Regions from separate parts of the Sus scrofa genome. Here regions 2 and 3 are each linked to region 1. The links are chromatin contacts, called in public Hi-C and targeted proximity ligation maps. All regions are on one chromosome and are shown on one strand. The core of a region is the stretch at or near the end of the contact, and the rest is flanking DNA. Distances in the headings are between cores, read along the strand shown.

Region 1 (4,445 bases), core at 676-3,175:
TAGGAACCATGAGGTTGCGGGTTCGGTCCCTGCCCTTGCTCAGTGGGTTAACGATCCGGCGTTGCCTTGAGCTGTGGTGTAGGTCGCAGACGTGGCTCGGATCCCGCGTTGCTGTGGCTGTGGTGTAGGCCGGTGGCTACAGCTCCGATTAGACCCCTAGCCTGGGAACCTCCATATGCCGAGGGAGCAGCCCAAGAAAAGGCAAAAAGACAAAAACAAACAAACAAACAAAAACACCTGACACCCTCTGACTCTAAGCATAGAGGAGTTATTTGTATAAATCTCCACTTTCCCTTTTTGCCTTGGCTGCTGGGGAGCTTTGAACGAAAGCTGCGAGCTCATCCCTGGCTCCACTTGGAAACTCCTCCCTGCCCTTGCCTTCCCTTCTTTCACCTCCACGTTTAATGCCATGTCCTGCGGCATCTTTGTTGTACCCCCAATCCCTTCTGGGCAAGTGACCCCTGATTCCCTCCTTTGGGCTTCTCAGCCCCACAGCCCTTTAGATGTCCCCACCCCTCAATGATATGGAATTCTGTCCTTGGGAAACAGGCCAGCAGGGCCTGGGATGCTCACGCCCTTGGCTTGGGCCCAAATCCCTGCTCCTCATCTCATGGCGGTGTCAAGGCTCCCCTCTCATGGGCGGTGTCAAGGCTGCCCCTCCACCCATGGGCTTGTTGCCTTGGAGGTCAGAGCATCATCAGAGGCTGCAGGATGGAAGACCCAGCACGCAGCACAGGGGCGGCGGCCGGTGTCACTTCTGTTTCTCCTCCTGATCTGATTCTTGGCCTGGTCCCCAGGCTTCTGAGTGCAGAAGGCAGGAAGCGCATAGCAAAAGTACCCACGCACCCCCACTGCTAAGCTTTCGCCTCTTTTCAGAGACAGTGCCCTGCAGGCACCCCAGGCTTCTGTCCCAAGGAAGTCAGTCTAGGCAAGAGGCAGGATGATGGAAAAAGTCTGGGGGCTGTGAGAGCCTTGGGGGGAAAGAGGTGCATCAGGAGAGGCTGCCTGGAGGAGGGGGCCTCTCGGCCCTTGCAGCTGCAGCCCAGGGTGCGTGCCATGGGGACCAGGGGACACTACGCGTTCCCAGGTCTGACCTCTGCACTGGCCCACCCACCAGCCCCTGCGCTTGGTGTCTAAGGTCCAAGGTCCCTTGGGCCCAGGGCTGGGTACCTGAGAACTGGACCATTCTCCTCCAGGGTGGGGTGGGGGGGCTGTGGCCACCTTGGAGTCATCTCACTTGTCGGTGGGATCTTAGCTTTCTCCCCTCTGTCCAGGCTGAGAGGGGACCAGGCAGTGGGGTTGTCACTCCCCAGCTGGTTGAAGAGGTGATTATGGGGACAGCTGAGTGGCCAGAAGGACAGGGAGGGGGCCCCAGCCTGGGGGGCTCCAGCCCCCTCGCTTTAGGATCGGGGTGGCCCTGGGGCAGGGCTGGGGGCTGGTGGCTTGCCCTCTCCCAATCCCACCATCCAGGGCTGTGAGCCGTGGGTGGAGGCGGAGGCGGGTGTGCGGGGGCCTGGGCGGCCTCTGCGCAGCTGTGGAGCCGGGTTCACGGTCCCCAAGGCCCCGCCCGCCTGGGCAGGAGCCGCTTCCGGCCGGCCGCGGGGCAGACAATGCGCTGGCGTGGGGAAGGGTGGCCCCGGGCCAGACCCCCCCCCCCCCATCTCAGCCACACAGGAAGCCGGAACTCAGAAGAGAGCGTGTCCTGGAATGAACCCGCCGCCAGCCGCTGTGATTTAGGCGCCAGATTCCCAGAGGAGGTGCCTCCAGCTGAAACAGACTGATTCCTTTCAGCCTTAAAATGACAAGAGGCCCTTGGCCCCTGCCTGGGAGGTGGGGTGGGGGACGTCAGAGGATCTCAGCCTCCTGCCTGCCCTCTCCTGCCGCCCTTGCCCTCGGCCCTGCACAGCGGCTGCCTACTGCCGGGCCTTGGCACTGGCTGTGCCCTCTGCCGGCCGCTTGCTTCCAGGCCCCTGCAAGGCCGCTTCCTCCTGGTCTCAGCGCCGGCGGCCTTCCACGGCGGCTACTCTGTCGGGGGTTCACCTGCTGTCCGCCCGCCCCAACAGGCTTGAACCTGTGCTGGGACCTGCCTGATGGGGTCCCTGCTGGATCCAGTGGGACCGTGGACGAGCTCCCCAGAGCCCCCCACCCCACTTGCTCCGGGCTCTGCTCTCGCATCCCCCAGCCCCTGACCCCCTGTCTGTGCGCCTCTGTGAAGCCGTACCCCTATGCTCTCATCTCCGTGGTTTCCCAGCCCTGGAACCAACCCCTGCAGGAAGGCAGGGCCACCGCAGGAGCCCCGCTGTGTCCTAGCCTGGGCCGTAGGCGACAGCTCTCCAGGTGGATACCTGGGGGCCAGCCCACAGACCCCTCTGCTCTCTCTGGGGTCGGGGCCCTGGCAGCTGGGGGCAGGGCATGCCAGTGATGGGTGGAGGTCAAAGCCACTGATGGCCCCCCGCCTCTGGGACCCCAGGCCTGGCTCCCCAACAGGACCCGGCCCAGCCACGAGGCCTGCGGGCCAGGAGGCTGCCACTGAGCCGATGGGAGGAGCCGAGAGCCAGAGACTCAGGGTTCAGAGAGCGGAGCTGCCCCTCCTGAGCCCAGCTCCGTGCACAGACCACCCCCCAGGCCCCCAGGCTCAGCCCCCTGCCTGCGGTCCCCAGGCCTCAGCACCCGCCCAGGCCCAGCCACACGGCTCCCCAGGGTCCTGGCTCACTTGGCGGGAGGCGCTGCCTCGGGAAGCCCCCCGGGACTCTCTGGCTCTGAGACTTTGCCTCCCACCTGCACGGGGCGGTGTGTGCAGCTCCCCTGGCGTTTGTCTCCTGCCAGATTTGGCTTCATGTTTGGGTTTTTTTTGCCAAGGGAAAGGTGCTACGTTTCTGCTTATTCCTGTAGCTCCAAAACTTTCAGTGGGGACGCTGGTACCTAGACGGCCTCATGATGTGGCTACATAGGACGGCTGAGTGAGTGAGCTGGGACACAGCACAGTCCCCAGTCCTCAGAGAGTGAGTGGGTGTGTGTGTGTGTGTGTCTCTGGGTGTGTCCGAGTGTGTGTCTCTGTGTGTCTATGTCTGAGTGTGTATCTGAGCTTGTGTGTGTGTCTGAGTATGTCTGTGTTTGTTTCCGTGTGAGTGTGTCTCTGAGTGTCTGAGTTTGTGTGTCTGTGTTTGTGTGTTTCCGTGTGTGTCTCTGAGTGTCTGAGTTTGTGTGTGTGGACGTGTCTCTGTGTGAGTGTCTGGGGGGGCCACCCTGCCTGGGCGCCCCCCCACTCTGGAGCACGTTAGACCCCGCACCTGCTCTGCTGGCCAGCTCACCCTGGCCCTCATGCCTCTGGAAGCTTCCTGGAGGTACCAGTTTCTCCCTACCCGCTGCCTCTGTGGCTGCCCTTGACACCGGGGGTGTAGGTTGGCTCTGGGCTGTCTCCCCCGACGCTGAACTCCTCAAAGGCAGAGCTCAGTGTATATTCGCCATCAAAAGACGTGAAGCGTGAGACACCCCGTCAGGCCACCAGGAGGCTAAAGGAATCATAATAATAAAGCCGAAGGGAAAATAGCAGGAGAGGAGAGACTGGGGCCCTGGCGATGGGGTGACCTTACTGGTCGCTGTGGACAGCAGTTTGGTGTCCTCAAAGCCAGGCATGGTCTGTGACCTGCAGGCCCCCTGCGGGGCGTTTCCCAGGACACAGAGGGCAGGGCCGAGGCCCACGCCCACGGCCACAGCAGCCGGTCCCTCGGCGGCAAATGGAAACTCCGCCGTCCACCAGGCGAGAATGGAAAAGCACAAGGGTGACCCGCCCACCACGCCTACCCAGCCCCTGGCCTGGGCTGGCCTCTGCTGTGGCCCGTTCTGTGCCCCCACCCCCAACCGCCCAGAGGGCAATTCTGGGGCCGTAAGTGGCCTCTGAGGCCCCTGGGGACCCTAGACCCAAATCCTTTCCTCATCTCTCCCCGGGGCCGTCGGGCCTAGGTCTCCCCGCCTGGGGTGATGCACCCAAGCCCTCCCCAGGCTCTCAAGCATCCTCCCCGCAGCCCCCCAGGTCCCCTTCGGGGGGACCTGCCGGGGTCACAGGCCTCCATGTGTCTCTCCCTCCAGTGTCCTTCCGCACCGCGGGTACCACGGCCGCATCCTTTCCTGGTCGCAAAGCGCCCTCTGGTGGAACTGCTGGGGGTGGTCGGGACTCAGGAGGCACCCAGAACTGGGGGGACCGGGGGCTGCCTGGGTTCAGAGACCTGGCCACGTGAGTCCTGGACGACAAGGGCGGGGAGCACAGTGGGCGGGGTGGGGGAAGGGCGGAGACCTCTGACTTCTCCCGGATGTTGTTACCGTCCCCACAGCACCGATGGGACCCCGAGGCCAGGGAGGGAGATGTCCCCAGGCCTCCGACCCCAGGAACCCATTTCCTCCTGCTCACTTCTGTCCCCAGGCCAGGCCGTCCTCGGCCAGGGCGC
Region 2 (4,445 bases), core at 1,407-3,906, 340 kb after region 1:
GAAAGGACTTCTCCAGGGACCCCACACCTTGTCAGGCTCCCAGAATTGGGGATCCCAGTCCGCAGCCTCCTGGCTTCCTCCCCACCACCGATTCTAGACCAGTGTTCTTTCAGAACCACCAGCAAGCTTCCGTGCAGGCAAACATGAGAGGGAGAAGAGAAACCCTCGCTGTCCATATGTGGCACCACAAATACTAGAAACTGGACCTCCTCCAGGGGCCCAGTTCCATCATCCCTTGATTCTACAGATGTGGACTTGGCATCTGCTATGTGCCAGGCACTGGGGACCAGCTAGACCGCCTCTTTCTCCTTTTTAAAGCTATGCCTGCTGCATGCAGAAGTTCCCAGGCGAGGGACCAAACCCGTGCCACAGCAGTAACAATGCTGGGTCCTTAACCCCTAGGCCACCAGGGAACTCCCCAGACTGCCTCTTTCATGAAGCCTCTGCGGCCCTACTCTGTGTCACTTGGTACGTGGTACCCTTGGTTGTACCACTGCATCTCCCTACGGCAGGGAACCTTAGGCCGGCTCCCCCTTCAGGGGCAGAATCTGCATTGTGTTCACCTCTGTCCCACTGTTCCCAGCAGCGAGCCGAGGGCAAGACACCTCAGCAGCACCATGACAATTATTGAGTGCGATGCAGGCAGAGGAAGAAAGGAGAGAGAGAGAAGAGGGAGAGAGGCAGGAAGGGACATACGTCCTCAGAAGCCCACAATCTAGGAAGGAAGACAAGGCTTTGTCCTAAAGGGAAGGGGCCCCTTGAAGGTCCCTGGCGGGAGCAGCTTTATGCAGAAGGACGTCCTGCAGCAAAACGCAGCACAAAGGGAGAGGGGCGTTTCCCTTGCGCCCGCCTAGTTTACCTCCCCAGCTTTCAAGAGCCCCAGGAGGGGAAAAAAAAAAAAAGGGCCATGATGCTGAATTCAGCTGTGTTAATCTTCCAAGCCCTCATCCTGGCATTTCTGCTCCGGGTCTCAGACACTGCTGGTATTCCGCGGCGTGTCTGTGCCTCTTAAAGATATAATTAAGCCTTTTTTTTTCCTTTGAAAAATGTAGGTCCCCTCGGGCACTTCACCTTCATGTCTTGACTCTGCTTTGTAAATTGCAGCCCATGTGCCGGGGAGGCAGGGGCCTGAACACAGAGCACGGGAGGCCCCGCGAGAGCCCTCCGTCCCCTCGTGGGGGTCTGGGGCTTGGATTCTGGGCCCCTGACGCCAGTCCCCAGCTTTTGATGTTGGAGGAGGAAGATCAGCTGTGGGTGTGAGCGCATGCGTCGTCTATGTCTGCCGTGCGACCCTGCTGTTAAAGAGACCTGGAGTCACGGCGTGGGCTCCTCTGCTGGCTCCTCACCGACCAGCCGTGCGACCTTGTGCACATCACCGTCCTTCTGACGTTCAGCCTCCGACGGACGTCGCGATCCCGTGATTCTAAATGACCAGGTGTCATGGCGTGAGCAGCGTTGTCAAGGAGCAGCGTAACAAAAAGATGATCCAGAGACGGCACACCGCCTCATGCCCGGGGAAATTAACCGTGCTCTTCCAAAGGCAGAGATTAAGCGAGTTAGAAAAGCCAGGGGTGGGTGAGAAAGCTACAGGTCATTTGTCTTCCTGGTCATCGCAGTCTTCCCACGGCCATGTGCGGCCAGAGGCCAACGGCACTGTCTTTCCTGGTCCCTCTTGTGTCTCTGGTTCTTGGGCCATAGCAGGTCCTCGGTCCTACTGTGTACCTGACACACAGAAGGCGCTCAAGCAACAGTTGCTGAGTGAACGAATGAACTAAAGCTCAAAGCATGAAGCGCAAGGTATAAAGCTGAAAATTATCACCCAGAAATGCAGGCGCTGGGAAGGGATGGACAACAGCCAAAGGTCATGGGGCGTCCAGGTGCTGACCACGTGGGAGGAGAAGGGGGACCCATGAGAGCCAGGCCGCACTGTCTGGCCCTGGCGGCCCCCACACAGAGCCAGGCGCGAGAGGCGGGGTCACGTGTGGGCCTGTGGGGATAAGGTGCTGGAACAGAGAACCTGGGAGCTCAGAGGAGGCCCACGAGGTCTCGCCAGACACTAATGTGGTGGAAAGCAGCAAAGCATCACCCGGATCCCACTCAATTTTCCTTGCTAGAGTAGTGAGCTCTGCAGGCTAGATTATAAGCACAGACCAGGAGTTACCGCCGAGGCGCAGTGGGTTAAGAATCTGACTGCGGTGGCTCAGGTCGCTGTGGAGACCCCAGTAGGATCCCTGGCCTGGCGCAGTGGGTTAGAGAATCCAGCTTTGCTGCAGCTGTGGCTCAGATTCAATCTCTGGGCCAGGAACTTCCATATGCCGTGGGTGTGGCCAAAAAAAAAAAAAAAATTGGCATAGACCAAAGGCAAAGAGGAACCACCAAGAATACAGAGAAAGGCTGCCCGTGCTTCTCAAGCAAAGTCCTGGTGTTACTGATGGGCTGGGAAGAGTCCACAGCTGGGTAGAGCATGGAACTTAATGGGCCCCATGTGCCCACTGCGCCCTCCGTCTGCCCGGCCTCCTCTGGAGGGAAGGTGAGTGCCTGCCTTTCACTGTGGAGCAGAACGAGGCTCCGGAGGCAGCATGTCCCAGTCCCTGCAGCTCCTGGGCTGGGCGTGGCTTCCACCCGGAGGGGACTGACCCTGAGCCCAGCCCTCTCCATCCCAGTGTGACGTGTCTGGGGAAACTCCCAGAACGTACTGCCCGTGGCTGAGTCATCGAGGGGACCACAACAGCAGAAGGGAAGCGCAGGCTCATCACCTCAGTAACTGGCGGTGAAGGAAAGGGATTTCTGAAAGCCCTTCTTCTCCTCTTGCCCTGAAAAAACACCAGGCAGGAGCTCGAGGGAAAGGGGGCAGGTGTCTGGACTACTTCAAATACCAAGTGCAGAACCCGGCAGAACGCAGCCTGATTTCTTCATTACGACACATGCGCTCCCCCGCGGGTGCCCCCTGAGCCACACCAGACAGTGTGAACGGGACAGCTGCCGGTACCTAAGCATCACCCCGGTGCCACCTCTCCCTTGGGGAGGAACGTGGAAAGAAACGTCAGCTCTGCACAGGCCTTTCCCACGCCTCCCTCACGCGATAATGACATGCCCACAGCGCCTCGTCAGTCCCAGGCCCACTGCTGTCTCCTTCCCCCTCGTCTCAGCCCCCCGCCACGGGGCCTCGTCCCCCAGGTCCCTGGAGGGGCAAAGGAGGCTGTGGCGGGGAGCTGAGTTCTCCAGGTCAGGGACCAGCAAGCAGCACAGCATCTCCCTGACCCAGATTCTGGCCACTGCCCCTTCCGCCAGGCTGGCCAGGGGAAGAGAGGCCTGGGCGGTTGTCTGGGAGGGGGCTGCCCTCTGATGCACCTGCTTTTGCCAAGGTGGCTGACAATGTGACAGGAAGGGTGAGAAATCCTTTCCTCTTCCTGTGTGTCCTCCTGCCCCGACGGGCGCACTCACCCACCTGCTGGGGTCCCACCCCCTGCCCCCACCTCCCTAGCCACTCACATCTCTCCAGATGCCCCCAGATGGGCAACTGGACCCCCCATCCTCGTCCCCCAAACCTACTGCCCTTCTCCCAGGCCCCCAGTCCGGTGCTTGGAGTCCAAGGCCACGGGCAACCAGCCTCCTGCTCCACCCCTGCCAAGGCTGACTCACTCCACTGCTCCACCCGCAACCCCACCTGCCTCAGTTCCGGCCTGTCTTTCCACCTGAACGCTCCCAACACCTTCGTCCTCACCCCAGGCCCCCCTCCCACCCTGGCCGGAGCCAGCCCCCTAGAAGCAAGTCCCCTGGGGGTCACCTAGTGGTGCCGCCTGGAACTTTTCTCGCCCAGGAGGTGAGGCACACCTTGATGAGGCCCTGCCCCCCGTCCAGGCTGATTTCTCAGCACTGCCCCTGCTCCAGCCCCGCCGAACCCCTCGAAGGCCCCCCAAGATGAGCCGAGACCACGGGAGGGCAGGATGGGCACGGGTGTGGGCAGCCTGGCCTGATTGAGGACGGAAGACCCGAAACGGCTCTCCAGGCTCCGAGCCGCGCTCCCCACCCCCCAGAGGCCATGGGGCTGAGGGATTAAGAGGCTGGATCGCGGCTGATCTCCGCAGGGCAGCCTGGGCGCCCCGAGCCCTCCGCGGAGCTGCGTGCGCGCTGGGGTTACAGACAGTGAGCGGCGCTGGGTCCTCCCGAGGCCCTGGCCCCCAGGGAAGGCAGACAGACACAGACGACAGCAGAGGTGCTTTGGTACGGCCAAGGGAAGCGCCCCCCCGTCGCCCCCAGACCTGGCGCAGGGCCTGGGGATGCTTCACCAAGGACTTGACCTGGAGCTGACTTTGGACTGTTTGGGGTTTTCCTTGTTTGCTTGGTTTGGGGTGTTTTGTTTGTTTGTTTCTTGGTTTTTAGGGCAGCGCCCACAGCATATAGAGGTTCCCAGGCTAGGGGTTGAACTGGAGCTGCAGCTGCCG
Region 3 (4,445 bases), core at 1,343-3,842, 260 kb before region 1:
TGGCAGCTGCCACTGGAGGGGCAGCTCACTTCCTTGAGAAAGACAAAGAAACGGCTCGGAAGGAGGTGGGAGGGGGGACGTGCCAAGGAAGAGCTGGGAGACACTCGGGCGGCTGATGCCAGGTAGGCAGGTGAACGTACACGTCCAGCGCTCAGAGGAGAGGTTTGGCTCAAGACAAAATGTGGGCACCGCCTGAGGGAGGACGGGATTTACAGCCACAGCACCACTGAGGACCTGGGGGTGGGGGGTGGAATACAGAGAGACCCCCAACCAGGTCCTGCGGAATCAGCTTCAGAAGCTGGGAGAGCCGGAGAAGGGCACAGTGATGGATACACCAGCCAGGGAGGCCGGAGGAAAAGCAAGACGCCTCAGAAGGCAAGCAAGGGACGCTTCCAGAAGGCGAGAAGGTCAAGAGGTAATGAGACGTTGAAAAATGACAAGCCGGCTGTCCTCAGGCACTGACAAGGCAGCTTTCCCAGAGGACGGGGGCGGAGGAAGCTGTGGGGGCTGAGGATGGGAAAACACGGGGAAACAGAGAACCTTCTTGAAGCCTGGCTCTGAATGAGGCACAGAGCAGTGGAGAGGGAGCAGAGACTACGGGGACAAGTCAGATAACAGGACCCATCCATGTGTCAGGGATGGGCCTGCGCTGATGGACAGGCAAAAAAGTCAGGATGCAAAGGGAGGGTGAGAGAGGCTGGGGTCCCCAAGGGGATTCAGCATGCCAGGCGGAGGGGCCAGAGAGGGCAGCGGAAGGAGAGGGATGTGGCAGCAAAGACCGTTCTAGATCTGATGAAGCAGCGCCGATGGCTGGCGGCCTCTGGGGGGGTTTCTGCAAAATGGAGGCATTAAGGATGCTGGGATACCCAGTCTACACGCCGGGGGGGGGGGGGGGAATGCTGCGAAGAACAAAGGCTAGAAGGATGTCCCCGCCCTTCAGCAGAGAAAGAGGGTACGGTCCTTAACTCCTTTGGTGAGGCTGTGCTCTGACCGCCACACTCAAATCAGACAGGGACAGAACAAGACAGCAGAGCCACAGGCCAGGCTCTCTCCCTAAGGCAGCGACGGCGATCCTAAGCAAGTCTTCGAAAAGGGAACCAGCAGGAGCGCGAAAAGGCAACATCAAATTCAAGTCCACAAATACAGCTGAGGACCCACCACGGGCCAGGCACTGAGGATCCTGCGGTGAATAAAATCGCAAAGAATCTCGGCTATGAAGCTGAAACTGGGAGCAAAGGGAATGTAGAAAACCGGAAAATAAAGACGTTGGACGGGATTTCCCTTGTGGCCTAGGGGTTAAGGATCCCTCATTGTCACTCCTGCGGCTGGGGTCTGGAGCCCTGAGCCAGGAACTTCCACATGCTACGGGCAGGGCCAAAAAAAAAAAAAAGTAGACGGATGCAAACTCCTTGAAGGCAGGGAGCAGGAATCGCAGGGGTGCAGAGCACAGGACGAGCACTGAATGAATAAACGAGTAAGTTGTCCCAAGAGCGTTAAACCGACCTGCATCTCCCCCGAGCTCCCCGAACAACAGCGCTGCAGTCACAAAACGTACCGTCCTCGGGAACCTCCATCGCCGCCGCTGGGCCTGGCTGGCCGAAGGCGCGTCGCTGCCGGCTCCTCCCGCCGCGGCGAGAGCTGTCAGAAGTCACTGCGGGACGAGCGGGCCAGAGGGTGAGCGGGTGGCAGAGCCGAGCCCCGGCTTCCTCCAGCCCCAGAGAAGCCCTGCAGCACGAGCAGCACGGGCCGCGCGGAGGGAGCTGAGCTGGCGGCCGCGGCGGGCCAGGGAGCGGGGGCGGCAGAGGCCACCTCAGGCGCAGCCCGAGACCCTCCGGGACGCACCCCAGCGCCCGCGCGCCTCCACGCCGGGTGCTCCGGCGCGGCGCCGGCCGAGGCAGGCCTGAACGCCCCGGACCCGCACGACCGAATTCCAGCCCCCAGGCCGACTGCTGGGGGCTGCGGTTTGCCCCCGGGGCGGCTCCGTACTCGCTGCAGCCCCGACGGAGCGCGCGAGGGGAGCCTGGGATCCCCGCCACATGAGCCCCCCGCTCGACGTCCCCCGACCTGCGCCCCGGGCCTCGCCCGCGCCCCCGCGCCCCCTCACCCGGAGCGGTCCCGGCCGACGCGCCTCCGCCCCGGGTTTAAACGCGCCGCGGCAACTGCGGCGCGGGCTGAGGATTGGCTAGTTTGAAAGGTCTCGGCGCCCGGTGCATGCTGGGGGTTGTAGTCAGAGCCCTGGGAGGCGGGCACAGGACGCATGCGCACTGCATCGGCGCGCTGATCGTGCCTGAGGTTCGTCCCAGGCTTGCGGTGGAGCTGACGTGGGGCGAGGTCTCTTAGAGCTTGCACCCCGTATGTCCCAGAAGACCAGGCATCAGGACCAGATCTTCATCCTTAAATAAAAATCAAATTCCTATCGTAGGGTGTTGATGTGAAGACCAAACGAAATAGGTGCTCCCACCTGCTTTGTAAAGCATTACCAAGTTCTTAACAGAGCAAGGAGACCGGTTCCCTGCCCGGAAGAGTGCCCAGGTGACACCGGGTGACCAGACACCCCAGTTTGTGCCCTTGAACCCGGAGAACGTGTTTAGGCCCTGAACATGGCCTTCATCCGCGCTTTGTCTTGTCCTGAATCCTTGACCAGTCTATCCAAGGGCTCCCCCTGCAGTCCTGGGCCTTGCTCTTTGCCTCGCCCCCCACCCCGCTGCATTCTGATGTGCTGGGTCCTCCTGGATTCTCCCTGGGCCTCTGTCCATGGGCTCCCTTCTGAGTTTCATCATCTTTTGCTCAGGACCCTGCTTAACTGGAGAAGAGAGAGGGGGCCAGACAGACCCAGGTATAAATCCCAGCGGCAGGTCTTGGTCCAGAGCTCTCGGGTTACAAGTAATAGAAAATCAGCTTCAAGTTGGCTTTAGAAAGAGTATTTATTGGCTCCAGGAGTAGGGACGTCCAGGAGCCCTGACAGGAGTCCTGACTTCGGGCCTAGACAGAGAGAGGGGCTTGAAGGAGGGTGCCAGGTCAGATTGTCCCCTGCTGGCCCCTCTGGGGTCCTGCTCAGCTTCAGGCAGGCTGCCTTCACTCCAGGCTTCTCCCTGCCTGCCAGAACCTGGACTCAATCCATGATCCCAAGGCCCAGGCCTGCCTGGTCGTGACCACAGGGCCACTGCAGCAGGGACCCAGAAGGTACTAGACCCAAGGGCAGTTAGCCTAGATGTCGGATTCCTACGACCCTGTGGGCATCTGCTGGGGTGAAGGCCCCCAGACACCCACTCCCGATGCTCCTCCCCCTGCATCATATCAGCACGTGGGACGTGCTCAGTGAGTACCCCAATTATCAATAACTTGCTGCTGCTAACTCTGAGCTGTACCTTCATCCATCTCTCCTCTGGGCCTCCTCTTTTCCATCCACTGTAGACTCAGTTCTCCCTGCCTGGTTGGATTATGCTTCATGTTTTCCTGCACTTGTTCATGGGATCACGTATCCATCATGGGTCCCTGACAGATAGTCAGTGCAGGCTCTGTGCTGGGTGAGGCTGGGACACATATGCTGTCCCTGACCCCAAGCAGTCCAGCCGGCGAGAAAGATGCAATAGCAAGGGCAGGTGCCAAGGGCTGTGGGGCACCAGCCTGCACTGGGGGGACAGAGGCCTTCCCAGAGGAGGGGACCAGGGTTCCTGATACCCTGGCCAAGTCGTATCTTGCTTGGAACCAGGAGAAGGAAGGACAGGTGGGGTGTGGGCAGGCTCTGTCCTGAGAACTGGCAGGAGGGGACAGCTCAGGATGGGAAGGCAGGCTCCCCCTTGGGATGTGCCCCTAGCCCCTGAGGTGAAACAGCACCTCTCTTAAGATCCTACTGAGGGAGGTCCCATCATGGCACCGTGGAAACGAATCCAACTAGGAACCATGAGGTTGCAGGTTCGATCCCTGGCTTTGCTCAGTGGGTTAAGGATCCAGTGTTGCTGTGAGCTGTGGTGTAGATTGCAGATTCGGCTTGGATCTGGCATTGCTGTGGCTGTGGCATAGGCTGGCAGCCGTGGCTCTGATTGGACCCCTAGCCTGGGAACCTCCATATGCTGCGGGTGCGGCCCTAAAAAGCAAAAAAAAAAAGAAAAAAAAAATCCTACTGCAATTACTCTGTTCTTGACTTGCTTCCCCACCCCACCCCCAAGTTCAAGGAAAAGCCTATCTCCCCAGGACCCAGCCCAGGCCTGGCACATGGAAGATGCTTGGAGGTACCCACTTAGCAACAGCCAAAGAACCAATCAACCAATTTATTTTAATTTCAGGAATTTGTCTAGTCCATTTGGAGGCATCAGCGCCTCCAGGAGACCCACCTAACTTCAGTTTGCTTTGAAAGAATCCAAGAAACACCCGTGGCATGGCTGTGCCAGGTCAGGTGACCTATGGGGAAAGAGACTGAGGCAGATCCTGTTAAAACCCCACCA

The links. A called contact is a pair of places that touch in the nucleus more often than the background predicts.
Region 2: a targeted proximity ligation map of alveolar macrophages shows a contact between it and region 1. A contact is called at or near these places in 1 of 47 Hi-C or Micro-C datasets (alveolar macrophages) and 1 of 2 datasets of targeted methods (alveolar macrophages).
Region 3: a Hi-C map of brain shows a contact between it and region 1, with 12 times the contacts expected there. A contact is called at or near these places in 15 of 47 Hi-C or Micro-C datasets (brain, embryonic fibroblasts, epiblast stem cells and 10 more) and 1 of 2 datasets of targeted methods (skeletal muscle).

What each region holds. Positions count from the first base shown.
Region 1 is chr5:3,502,591-3,507,035 of Sscrofa11.1, forward strand. No RefSeq gene overlaps it. Among named protein-coding and RNA genes, the nearest start is that of WNT7B, 17 kb to the right of the region's middle.
Region 2 is chr5:3,845,560-3,850,004 of Sscrofa11.1, forward strand. The region is part of intron 16 of FBLN1 (fibulin-1); the gene reads right to left. Among named protein-coding and RNA genes, the nearest start is that of ATXN10, 50 kb to the left of the region's middle.
Region 3 is chr5:3,244,087-3,248,531 of Sscrofa11.1, forward strand. GTSE1 (G2 and S phase-expressed protein 1) reads right to left here and starts at 2,593. Exons shown (of 12, transcript XM_021091376.1): 1 at 2,105-2,593; 2 at 1,556-1,651. The coding sequence starts at 1,574. It overlaps TTC38 (tetratricopeptide repeat protein 38), which reads right to left. Exons shown (of 13, transcript XM_021091377.1): 13 at 4,256-4,445.